2 separate regions of the Sus scrofa genome follow, and region 1 is linked to region 2. The links are chromatin contacts, called in public HiChIP or PLAC-seq maps. All regions are on one chromosome and are shown on one strand. The core of a region is the stretch at or near the end of the contact, and the rest is flanking DNA. Distances in the headings are between cores, read along the strand shown.

What was found. HiChIP or PLAC-seq counts read pairs in DNA pulled down with a chosen protein or histone mark.
Region 1: a contact with region 2 is called in an H3K27ac HiChIP or PLAC-seq map of skeletal muscle. The contact joins the promoter of TRAK2 here to the promoter of FAM126B in region 2. A contact is called at or near these places in 1 of 5 promoter capture datasets (liver) and 1 of 2 datasets of contacts at active chromatin or transcription factors (skeletal muscle).

The regions. Positions count from the first base shown.
Region 1 is chr15:105,053,850-105,059,335 of Sscrofa11.1, forward strand. It overlaps TRAK2 (trafficking kinesin-binding protein 2), which reads right to left and starts at 2,205. Exons shown (of 16, transcript XM_021075699.1): 1 at 2,003-2,205. It overlaps STRADB (STE20-related kinase adapter protein beta), which reads left to right and starts at 1,369. Exons shown (of 12, transcript XM_003133587.5): 1 at 1,369-1,643; 2 at 4,918-5,008. The coding sequence starts at 4,997.
Region 2 is chr15:104,744,484-104,750,330 of Sscrofa11.1, forward strand. It overlaps FAM126B (a long non-coding RNA gene), which reads right to left and starts at 3,205. Exons shown (of 12, transcript XR_002339352.1): 1 at 3,055-3,205; 2 at 2,233-2,270. NDUFB3 (NADH dehydrogenase [ubiquinone] 1 beta subcomplex subunit 3) reads left to right here and starts at 3,352. Exons shown (of 4, transcript XM_021075852.1): 1 at 3,352-3,509.

The sequences.
Region 1 (5,486 bases), core at 955-3,454, 310 kb after region 2:
GCCTGGCTGATTGGAAGTACTCAAATGTTTGTCTGACTCCTGTCATCCTATGAATAAAGATATGTAAATATAACAACTGTCTTTCAGTGTTTGATGAATGTCTGAGACTTGCTGAATGTTACTGAATTTTAAAAACAGAAAGCTGGAATAACTGCTGAGATGATAAAGTGTCTTCATGCTTGCCCTTTCTTACCACCAAATGTCCTTCACAATTTCTTCTGTAGTGTCATGTCACCACCGTCAACATGCTATTTGGAGATCACTCTAGCTCAGACTTCCAATTCTACAGCAAAGATTTGAAGTTGAGGGGAAAAATGACTGAAATAAATTAAAAACAAAAACCTGGAAGAGTCCTTTTCATTTTATTTCTATGGTCCATTCTAGCTTGATGAATTTCCAGTGAAAAGTTTGTTTCTGGGGCAGAAACTGCAGGTTTAAATAAAAGGCTCGTGGGCAAGTAACCGAGTTCACCACTATTAAAATGACCCAGAAGTCTTTCAAGTGTTTGGGAGATTATCTTTATGCTGATACTAAAAGGATATCTGCCAATATTCATTATTTACGGTTGAAACTAAAGGCAACTGTCTTTCTTTTAAAAGACGTCTGGCTCAAAATCAATTGCAAGAAAAGCCCAACTCAACATAGAGCTCTTTTCCACTATCGTCTCATCTCTCTCCCATCACAGATGGCGACTGAGGCTTAAGGTTTAACGTCCAGACACTAAAGCCGCTCATCGCTCGGGGATGGGGCACTAGGTGAGTACTGTCCGGCAGAGGATGGGATACTGCTAATCCTCCTCAGAGGCGCATCTGGGGTGAACCCGGGGACCAGAGTCCAATGCCCACCACTTCGCCCTTATCCTTAGAAAACCACCCGCTTCCCAGAGCGGGGCGGGGACCCGGCGAGCACCCAGCCCTCCAGTACCCAGCTCCGGCTCCAGTGTCCGCGCGCGACCTCCGAGGACCAGGAGGAGCGCGGGGCGAGGAGGCTCCTCTGCCTTCAAGAGAAGATGGCAAGAGCAAGTTCGGGTCGTGCGCGGGAAGGTTACTTACAGGAATAGCCCGGGGTCCTCGGTCCTGCGCCCGCGCTCCTTCAAGGAGAAGATTCTAAAAGCGGCGGCAGCCTAGGAGCAGCAGCCAAAGCGGCCGCCGCTGCCTGTAACCGCCCGGGCGTGGCAGGGACTGGTGGGCGACTTCACAACATCATCACTCGGCGACTTCGGTTTTGCAGCGACGCCGGCTCAATTACAGTCCCCCGCCCCGCACAATTGGGGAAGAGAGGACGAGACCCACTCTCCCAGCAGCCTCTAAGGCGCTAGCGCACTACCTGCTGGGAATTGCAGTTTCCTCTAGGCCACGCCCCTAGCACGAAAGGCCACGCCCCCTAACCGGCGGCCCCGAGGCGGGAGGCGGGGCCGCGACCCTGCAGCCGGGGTGGGGCGAATCCCGTCCCGGCGGGGTGCCCCGGGCTGGGGCCGAGTTCCAGGCCCACAGTCCCAGTCCGGGTCGCGCCGCCCTCTTGAGCTTCGCGGCCCGCGCTGGGAGCGGGCCTTGCGCTCTCGCCTTGCCCCTGGGCGGGCCGGGCACCCGGGCCCTGCACCTTTGGCTGCCTGAGGAGAGCTGCTGGCTTTGGTCGCCGCCTAGGTAATGAGGGGACGCCGGGCCGGGGAGGGTAAGGGAGGGACAGTTGGGACGTGAGGGAGCGCGGTTGCGTTCGCGCTAACCTCGGGAAGCCCGGGACTAGAACTCGCCACCCTGCCTCAAGCCCGAGCCCGGGCGGCCAGCGGGGCTGTGGAGGGAGCCCGGCTCTGCGTGGCGACCGGCCCGTGCGCCCCGCGCAGCTCCGGCTCTGCCCGGGAGTCCTGGGCCTCGCGGCGGCGGAGGCACCTGCGTGCGGCGTAGGCGGCGCCTGCTGGGGTTGGCGGTGCCAGGTGTTTGGGGGCCCATCCGCCCGCCGCGCTCTCCCCCGGCCCCGCCACCCCCACCCTTACCCTTGCTCTCACCTTTGGCCGTGCTTCCCCGCTCGAGAAGTTTCCAAACCGAGGACGCCCTCCGGCCCCCGCTCCGTGTGACACCTTCTGTGAGTTCGCTAACAAAGTGCCCCAAAACAGGACTCGGAAGGAAGCTTTTACATCATTAAATGCTCAAGCTGCGTTTGGTCCTCGGTATTTAAGTTCAGCGTTGTGTTGTTTCCTCGTGGGTTTGTTGTGTCAGGCACCTTTTCCCTTAGAACTTGATCAGAATTTGTGACAGCGCCTACCTAGCCTAGAGCCTGGCACACAGTAGGCACTTCGTAAATATTTTTTGAAAGTGTGAGTCACGATGCTAAGTTTGGAAAATTCTACTGAGTTGTGCGTCGCTCTAATTTTTAAGACTTTATGGGTTCCCAGGATCCCTTTGAAACTTACAGTAATCTTAGAGCTCTGCGCAGTTAAATCAGGTTTTTTGCATTCCCAGTAACAGTGGTCTCTTTTGGATGTTTACATTAACTAATTCTCTCCCCCCTCCCCAGTTGTGTAATTTAGATGCGCTCCTGATTTTCTCAGCAAGTGTTAATTTAACCTTTCAGATTAAAGCCTTAGGAGGAACCATTAATATAGAACAGATTTAAATTATTTATAAGGCTTTATCCTAATTAGCTTTTTAGATACAAGTGCAAGAGACCACACTGATGTACCTGTGAATATATTTAGAAATACAAGTCTCACCATGATTTTTTTTAAAGAATTTATATTTATACCTAGTGAAAGCGCATGCAGGAGAAAATTATGACAGCAAAGCTATCCTTCCCTCCCCCCGCTGCCCTTAGCAGGGGCAGCTGCTGCCTTGACCTCAAAATGTCTTATAATATTATCTCTTAATAGTCTGTCACATCTAAAGCAAAATCTCTGGGATTAACCCATGCACAGTTCTCACAGATTGTGTTTCTTATGAGTTTTTCTGGGAAAAAAAAAGTGTAATGGAGTTTACAAAATTTTTGTTGTTTAAGAACTTACTTATATTACGTGGGAAAAGCAGGAAACAAAATCCTGAGAACCAGGAAATTCAGTTAATCATGATATCTCTAATCTTACTGCTTGTGGGAATGTCCCCTACAAGTGGTCAGGGCCTTGTCTGCGGTGGTCACTAATGAGTGTCCCAAGTGCCTAGCACAGTGCCTGACCCATGACAGGCATTCATTAAACATTTGTGAAGTGAATACTTGGCTTTTTTAGTCAATAGCACAGTGACTTTCAGGTGTGTGGTTTTTTCATTTACTCGGATGTTTCCTTAGAATAAGTTAATGGAAGTGAGAATTTTATTAGGTCAAAAGGTATGAATATTTAAAAATTAATTGGAGTAGACTTGCAATGTTGTGTTAGCTTCAGCTGTACGGGAAAGTAAATCAGCTATACATATATCGATTCTTTTTCAGATTCTTTTCTCGTATAGGCCATCACAGAGCATTGAATAGAATTCCCAGTGCTATATAGTAGGCCTTGTTACTGATTGATTTTTGTATATATATTAGTTTATATATGTCCCAACATTTTTATCATTATTAAAACATTGCCAACCTGCTTTCCAAATGAGCCCTATTGTTTGGTACTGCCACCAATAATATCTGAGTGTACCTTTCAAAACATCTTCTTCAGCTCTTATATTGACACAATATTTGCTAGTTCTGAGCCCTTTCAGATGAAATATTCAATTTGATCTCAGTCACCTTGGAAAGTGGGCAGGGCAGGTGTTGCATTCCCCCTCTTGTAACACAGCAGACACCAGCGTCTTACATTGATGATAGTGAATGGCAGGTGACAAAATAATCAAGCACTCTCAGATTTTTCTTCGTCCTGTTTTCTGTCTTTGGTTTATACTGAATATCCTGAGTAAATTGACATCCTTCCCTAGCAATAAAATTGGCTGCTACTCTATGGTGAGCAAAGTCTTTTTCTTTCTCATTTTGTTCAGATGTTTGTAGATACCTTGATTAGACTTGGGAACTTCATTAAAATGAAATAATGAGCCACAATTTAGATGAAAGAGATATTGGTTAGGTATAAGGAAAGACCTGGCACTAGCAGGTTTAGAGCATTACCACCTTTTAGGAAAGATCTGGAAACTTTTGGTGGTGCTTTAGTAGCTCCTTGAATCTGAAGAAGCTCTTTTAACCCTCTGAATCTGTTAGAATCTTCATAAACTATTGAGCTTAGTACTCCGTTAATGAAAGTGGACAGAACTTATTTGTATGATTACTGCGTATCTTTCATATATGTCAGTAAATTCCAAGAAGTAAAAGAAATCAGATCTAAGAATCATAAAATAAAAAATATTCGACCTACAGAAACTATTATTTTTGTATGGAAATGACACAAAAAATTTTAAAACATATGGCGAGAAGAAAATGGTATTAATTCCTAGTCTGTTACTAATCCTGATTCTTTCCCAAATTTGCTGGTCAGTGACCCTAAGTGATTTAATGGTGATTAATCAGATGAGGAAGATTAATTACCTATTAAATCATTTTGGAAGATGCAAAGTTTACTTATAAATGGAACCATTGGAAATTCTTGGAGTATATTTATAGTTGGCACCATTTATTAACCAAAAGTGTGTCCAACATTGCCTTTTCTGTATTCTTATATCTGCTTAGTGTTTTTTAAAAACATAATACAGAAAAGATAGGAAAGGAAAGATGGGGGTATATGGAGACTTTGGAAATATTCAGAATTTCCTTTCCACTTCACTCTGCCTTTCTATTTTAATGTCAGGTCCCAAATAGTCTTCAGTAAACAGAAATGCTTTTAAGGACACTTTGCCGAAATGTCTGTAATCCTCTGTTAGAGAATAGCTGCCCAAATAGCAATGGGTTTATGGCAACTAGGTCTTCAAAGAGTTTGTATATAAATCTAAGTTATTTTGCTTTTTTTTTTTATAGTAGGATATTTCTTGAAGATAAAGCAGAAATCTTTGGAATAGATGGATTTTTGTCACTTTCTGTGAACTAAAGCGATTCAATGTCTCTTTTGGTAAGTTTTTAATAAACATGGATCTAATTTTGTATCAACAGAGTAGTTAGAGGTTAGTGCAAGGTCATAGAGGACATACTCTGATGGAATATTCTTATGCTTTAAGATGTTGTTTTGATCTGAATGACTTCTGGTCTTTAAAAATGAGTTATATTTTCATTGGGTTTTTGTCTTTTTAAAAAAGTGCTTCTCCTGTCCTTTTCTGTTATACTCCTTGTTTTCCTTTGTCCCATACCCACTTTTTTTCATACATTTACTGTCCTTAGATGTTCTTTCATCCAGTTGAGCTATGCCTTATCCTTTAAATCTTTCAAAACTCTTTTTTACACATTTCCATCTGACTAAAGGTAGTCAATATAGTGTTAAAAATAAGCCTTTTGGGAGTTCCCATCGTGTCTTAGAGTAACGAACGCAGCTAATACCCATGAGGACATGGATTTGATACCTGACCTCACTCAGTAGGTTAAGGATCCAGCAT
Region 2 (5,847 bases), core at 1,955-4,454:
AATTTAGTTTGGTTTATGTAATTCAGCTAAGTGCCAAGTAAAAACCAATCCCAACCAAAACATTCAGCACAATTTTTATTTCTGGCAACTTTAGCTCCTGGCTAGAAAATCCATCCCAGCTATGACATTAAATGATGAAATTTTATTGAGCTATAAAAATATTGATAGATTTAGAAGCCCTTTTTCTCAAGCTAAAACTACTATTCTAGTTCACATTACAGTATAAGAGCCTTGAGTTAGATCAATGATTTTCAAGTGGCAGGCCATGGTGGACCATATTATCTAGGGGATTTTTTTTGTCCTTCAAAATATATCTACCTCTTTTCATATTCCCCCTATTCTGCAGAGAAATGGAGATGATATACTGGATATGTATGTGTGCCTTTTAAAAAATACTCAGATTATTCTGATATATATGTAATTCTCCACTTTCATGGAGAATTCCTGAATCAGGTCCAATTCTATTTTTTAACATTGCTATCAATAGCAGGCAAAAGAAACTGAGCTACAAAGTGACAAGAGCACAGCAGAAAGCTCTGCAGGTCAAGGGATGTACTAACAGCAGCTATAAGCTACCTTTAGAGCTTTCTGTGCCAGCTCCCTCCAGAATCCATTATATTACATTTTAGACAATGATGAATGTTCAGTTCATCATCCTGAGAAAAGCACACAGTCTACTAGTCAGATAAAAATGTAAAAAGCTATTTTGGACAACAAAAATAAGCCACAGAAAAAGAAAAAAACTCTTTTATTCTTACGTTAAAAGAACAATAATAAAGTACTATTTGGTGCAGCTGATAACTTGTTTGAAGACTTTTTGCCCCCATCTTATCATTTTAGAATTTCATTATGTAGCATTGGTTTTTCTATTATAAAATTCAGTCAAGCTGAAAATTTTAATCATTCTAGAACCTAATAAACTACAATAAGATGCCAAAACTATATAAAAAAAACAATCAAACAATCCTAAATCCATACTGCATGTCAAGATAGCTTAAGAGTTAGATTTAAAAACTTTCAAGGTCCATTTTAGAGCAAACAACTATACTTCTTTACAGCCTTTGTTTCAAATTCCTTATAATCAACTCCAATACTGGAATGCACCAGAAAAGAGGATTTCTAATGATGTATAAATAATCAGCCAATCATTATTATGTTCTAATTTGGACTAGTGTTCCTTAAACCACTTAGTAATTTCCTACTCAATGTTCAACTTTATTACATTCCACAATGACACCTACTGGCCATTCAAAATCAACCATTAGTTCTCTAAGACAGCTCTAGTAGGCTGGTTACATAATCAGAAGAAACACATACACACATAGAGACACACATACCACCCAGCATAAAAGCAGAGATTTATTCACATATACTCACACTAAAGACCTATACCTAAAATGGAAACAGAACTGTTCTGTGACTGAGAGTATTGTTCTTGCCAAAAGATAAAAAGACAAAGAATGAAACACCAAGCGTCAAAATTATTATCCGAAACACTGATAAATATCTCAGCACTCTAAACATTTAAAAACAAACTCTAATGATACACCTCTTTATTAAATGACATTCATAAAGGCATTTTTAGATTTAGTTTCTGGGTTATATTAATATAATTTATTAGTAAGAGAAAAAAATCACATCTTAGAAAGTTTTTCTGACATGCAGTATTAAAGTAAGCTCAGGAAAATGATACACTTGCTAATACTACATTAGTCTTTATCTTCCAAGCTAAAAGCAACTTTTCAATCAGCTTACATTTTAGACATTTATAATGCTTCCTTTAAAACAGTGAGCTATAAAATCAAGTTTTTCATAGTCTGTCATTTCATAATACACACTGAATGGAATTCCTATTTTAATTCTACATTTCATTGTGCAAAAAATGAATTAAAAAAACTAAAAAAAAAAAACCCACGATGATGTACAAGTAATTATGTCTATAAATGCATTTTACCTCTACTGGAGAGATACAAAGAACATACTTTTTAAACCCAAGAAATAAATAATTCATAAATAGCTTCTCAACTTACAGAGCAAATTACTTAAAAAGGTGATTCCCCCGGCAAAAAAAAAAAAAAAAAAAAAAAAAAAAAAAAAAAAACAGAAACAAAAAACCAAACGAATTCAGACCACCACCTTATTTTCACAGTCTCTAACTTTCATAATATTTAGGGGGTAAAAAAAAAAAAATCTACCAACTAATTATCTAGTCATTTTCCAACTTGCACTTACCTCGTAGTATATATAAGTTCTTGAGGCTCTCCACTTTCCTGAAGATTAAAAAAAAATTTTTTTTAAATTAGCCTTGACCCTCAAAACAAATTCACGAACTATAAAACGTGAACCTGGCCACGCTCATCTCAAACAAACATTATCTCTCAGCCCAAGTCCATATTTGGGATGAGCTCTTCGTGACTACTCTATCCTTCATGCTTCCTCGCCCACAGAGCCTGCCAGGGTAGAAAACAGTCAAAGCAGTGAAAAAAACTATTCTGACATATCAATAGGTTGCAAGATCTCTTCTTCCAGGAGGGCAACCTACTTGTTTGGGTAAATAACAGCCATGGATTACATAATGCACAGCTATGAAGAGTTTCAAGGATCTGACCGCCAGTAAATATTTCTTCTCCGCTCCCTCCGTCCCCACCCGGAGAAATGGCCCTACGAAGCAAGCCCTAGGATTTCTCTCAGGTGCCTGCAATGCCGCGTCCTCTTCTCTCTTGGAGCTTCATGCAAGGAGTCCTCCAGCCCTCATTAAACCGTCTTGCTCCCGCCTCTTTCCGGTCTCCGCCGGCGCCTCCGCAGCCCCCCACGCCCGAGGCCCCCACGTCGCCACTGGGCTCAGCCTCCACCCGCCTCGGCTGCTTTCTCTTCCTCACGACCCTCCCAAGCTGCTACCTGGTCTCTGAAAGGTTCCGGAACCACAAACACTCCAGCTACCGCCCTTTCCGAACCACCCACGTTAGATCCTCTCTATACTCCCTGCAGCCAGAGAAAAAGAAAATCCCTCTTTTCTGGTACTCCGTGTCCCCTAAAGACAGCGCCGCCGCCTACCTGTCACCCCGCTGCCTCCGGCTTCTTACCGCCACCGCCTCCCGCAGCAGCCTGCCAACTGCAGCGCAACAACCGGCCCTCCCATTGGGTGGGTCCACGCTCCAACAACAGCTCCGTTGATTGGAGAAAAATGGCCGCGGCCCTCCCTTTGTGCAGCGTCTAAAGATTCCGGTCTCCCAACAAAGACTCGTTGCTCTTCCCCGCCCTTGGGTCCTTCACTGTTTCTCTTACATCAGTCAGACTCCAGATGCACAGATATGCGGGGAAATTTCCCACTTCCAGCCATCTTCATGTCATCTCCACCTGGACCAGGAATCTGTGCCCCCAGGACCAGGGTATTAAAATTCTCCTCTGCTTTCCTGCCGTGAGGTACTCAAGGTGACAACTTCCGTTTCCGGTTGCCTCCGGCTGGAGGGTTGAATGTTGAGTGTCCTGAGAGGTCAGATTGCTGTCAGGTAAATTGGGGATTTGGTGGGAGATCTGTTGATCGAGAATAAGAATGAGACTCTATCCTGGGAACTGTCAAAAAGGAGAGACTAAATGAGGAAAGATGATGAGAATATGTAACTCAAAATTGAAGGAGATCGAAGAACTAGCAGCGGAGAACTATGAAGTCTTTGAGTTGTGAGAGGTGATTGTAGAAGGATGTAGTGAGAATCCTTGTGGTTGCTAGGTACAGATGCTATTTTTCCACTTCTGCCACTTGCAGCACCCCCTTGCCCCATGTTTTTTGGTTTACCAGCTCTCAAATTGAATATTTGTAAAATAGGAATAACTGTAATACCTGCCTTACCGTCATGCATAGTATAGGTTTGATTTAAGATTTTTCTGGTATGAATGTTTATGACATAATGTTAAAGTGAAAAAAAAGGGTACAAAACCACATCAATTTTTGCAGTGATTACTGTTTTTATTTATTTATTTATTTAGTCTTTTGAGGGCCGCACCCGTGGCATATGGAGGTTCCCAGGCTAGGGGTCTAATCGGAGCTGTTGCTGCCAGCCTAGGCCAGAGCCACCGCAATGCCAGATCCGAGCCTCGTCTGCGACGTACACCACAGCTCATGGCAACACGAGATCCTTAACCCTGCTGAGCGAGGCCAGGGATTGAGCCTGCGACCTCATGGTTCCTAGTCGGATTGTTTCCACTGAGCCAAGACGGGAACTACAGTGATTACTATTTTTAAATTGCATATATGCAGATAAAGGGGCTGGAAGAGACATCACATGTGAAAATAGATAATTTGTCTTTTGTGTTCTAATGTTACTACCGTATTCGCAGTTTTGGTTTTTTTTGTTTATTTGTTTGCTTTTTCTGTCTTTTTGCCATTTCTAGGGCCGCTCCCGCGGCATATGGAGGTTCCCAGGCTAGGGGTCGAATCGGAGCTGTAGCCTCCGGCCTACGCCAGAGCCACAGCAACGCAGGATCCGAGCCGCATCTGCAACCTACACCACAGCTCACGGCAACGCCAGATCGTTAACCCACTGAGCAAGGGCAGGGACCGAACCCGCAACCTCATGGTTCCTAGTCGGATTCGTTAACCACTGCGCCACTACGGGAACTCCCCGTATTCGCAGTTTTTAAAGTGAGGGGAAGTTAGGATATATACTTCAAAGTCTTTAGCAAACTGCGAAAATACTTATAGTGTAAGTGGAATTACTCTTTTTGTTTCCTTTCTAGGCAAAGTATGCCAGCCTTATTTAGTGAAAGTTGATCTCCACCAAACTTTTAGATAGAATGAGGTGAAAAAAAATCGTGATTACATGTTCTTTTCCTGTTGAACTAATTTCCTTGCTATTCTTATTTGAACAGCTCTGAAACTGAAATAATCGCCTCTTCTTAAGTCCTTGGCACAATTTAAGTCACTTTATCTAATTTTAGTTTTTATTGTGAAGTATGCATAACAGAAGGGTGTATAAAACATGAGTACATTTTTAAGAATTATAATTAAACAAACACTTGGTCACTACCCCTCAGGTTAGAAAATAAAGCATTGGCAAAAACTTAAACATGTATTCTCAACAGAGGTGATTGGCCTTCAAGGAGGTAAAAGTTGTTTCTTGTGGAGATGGGGTGAGAGAGCAAAAAAAAGAAAAAAATCCCTTGGATGATACAATGGTTTGAAATCCTTCAAAGAGCCATAGTACATAAACTGTGGTATTAAAATTTCATGGAGGGTGGGGTAGGGTGAGAACGTGGTAGGGAAAAGAAGTGTCTCAAAAAGCCCCTGAATGGTAATTACAATACATTGAAAAAATACTGCCTTAGGAGCTCCCTGTATGAGTTTCTGATTCCATCTCCTCCTCCAAGAGATAACCACTATCCTAATTTGTGATAATCATTTACTTGTTTCACTTAAATTTTTCCTTCTATGATGCATTCCTAGAAAATGGATTGTTGGGTCTTTCCATTTATATAAATGGGATCCAAATTGTGTATATTTTTTTCTGATTCACCCCTTTTTCATTGTTATATTTGTGAAATTCATTCGTGCTTTTGCACATGGTTTTCAATGTGTAATATTCTACAATTAATCCATTCTACTGTTGGACATTTGAGTTGTTTACAGTTTGGGGCTGGCATAAATAATATGGCTAAAAATGTTCTTATAAAATATCTCTTGTTATACAGATGGGTGAGTTTCTTTAGAGCAGTGCTGTCCAATGGAAATATAATACAAACCACATTCGTAATTTAAAATTTTCTGGTAGCCATGTTAAAAAGGTAAAAAGAAACAGAATTAATTTTAATAATGTATTTCATCTAACTCAGTATGTATTTTCAAAATATTAA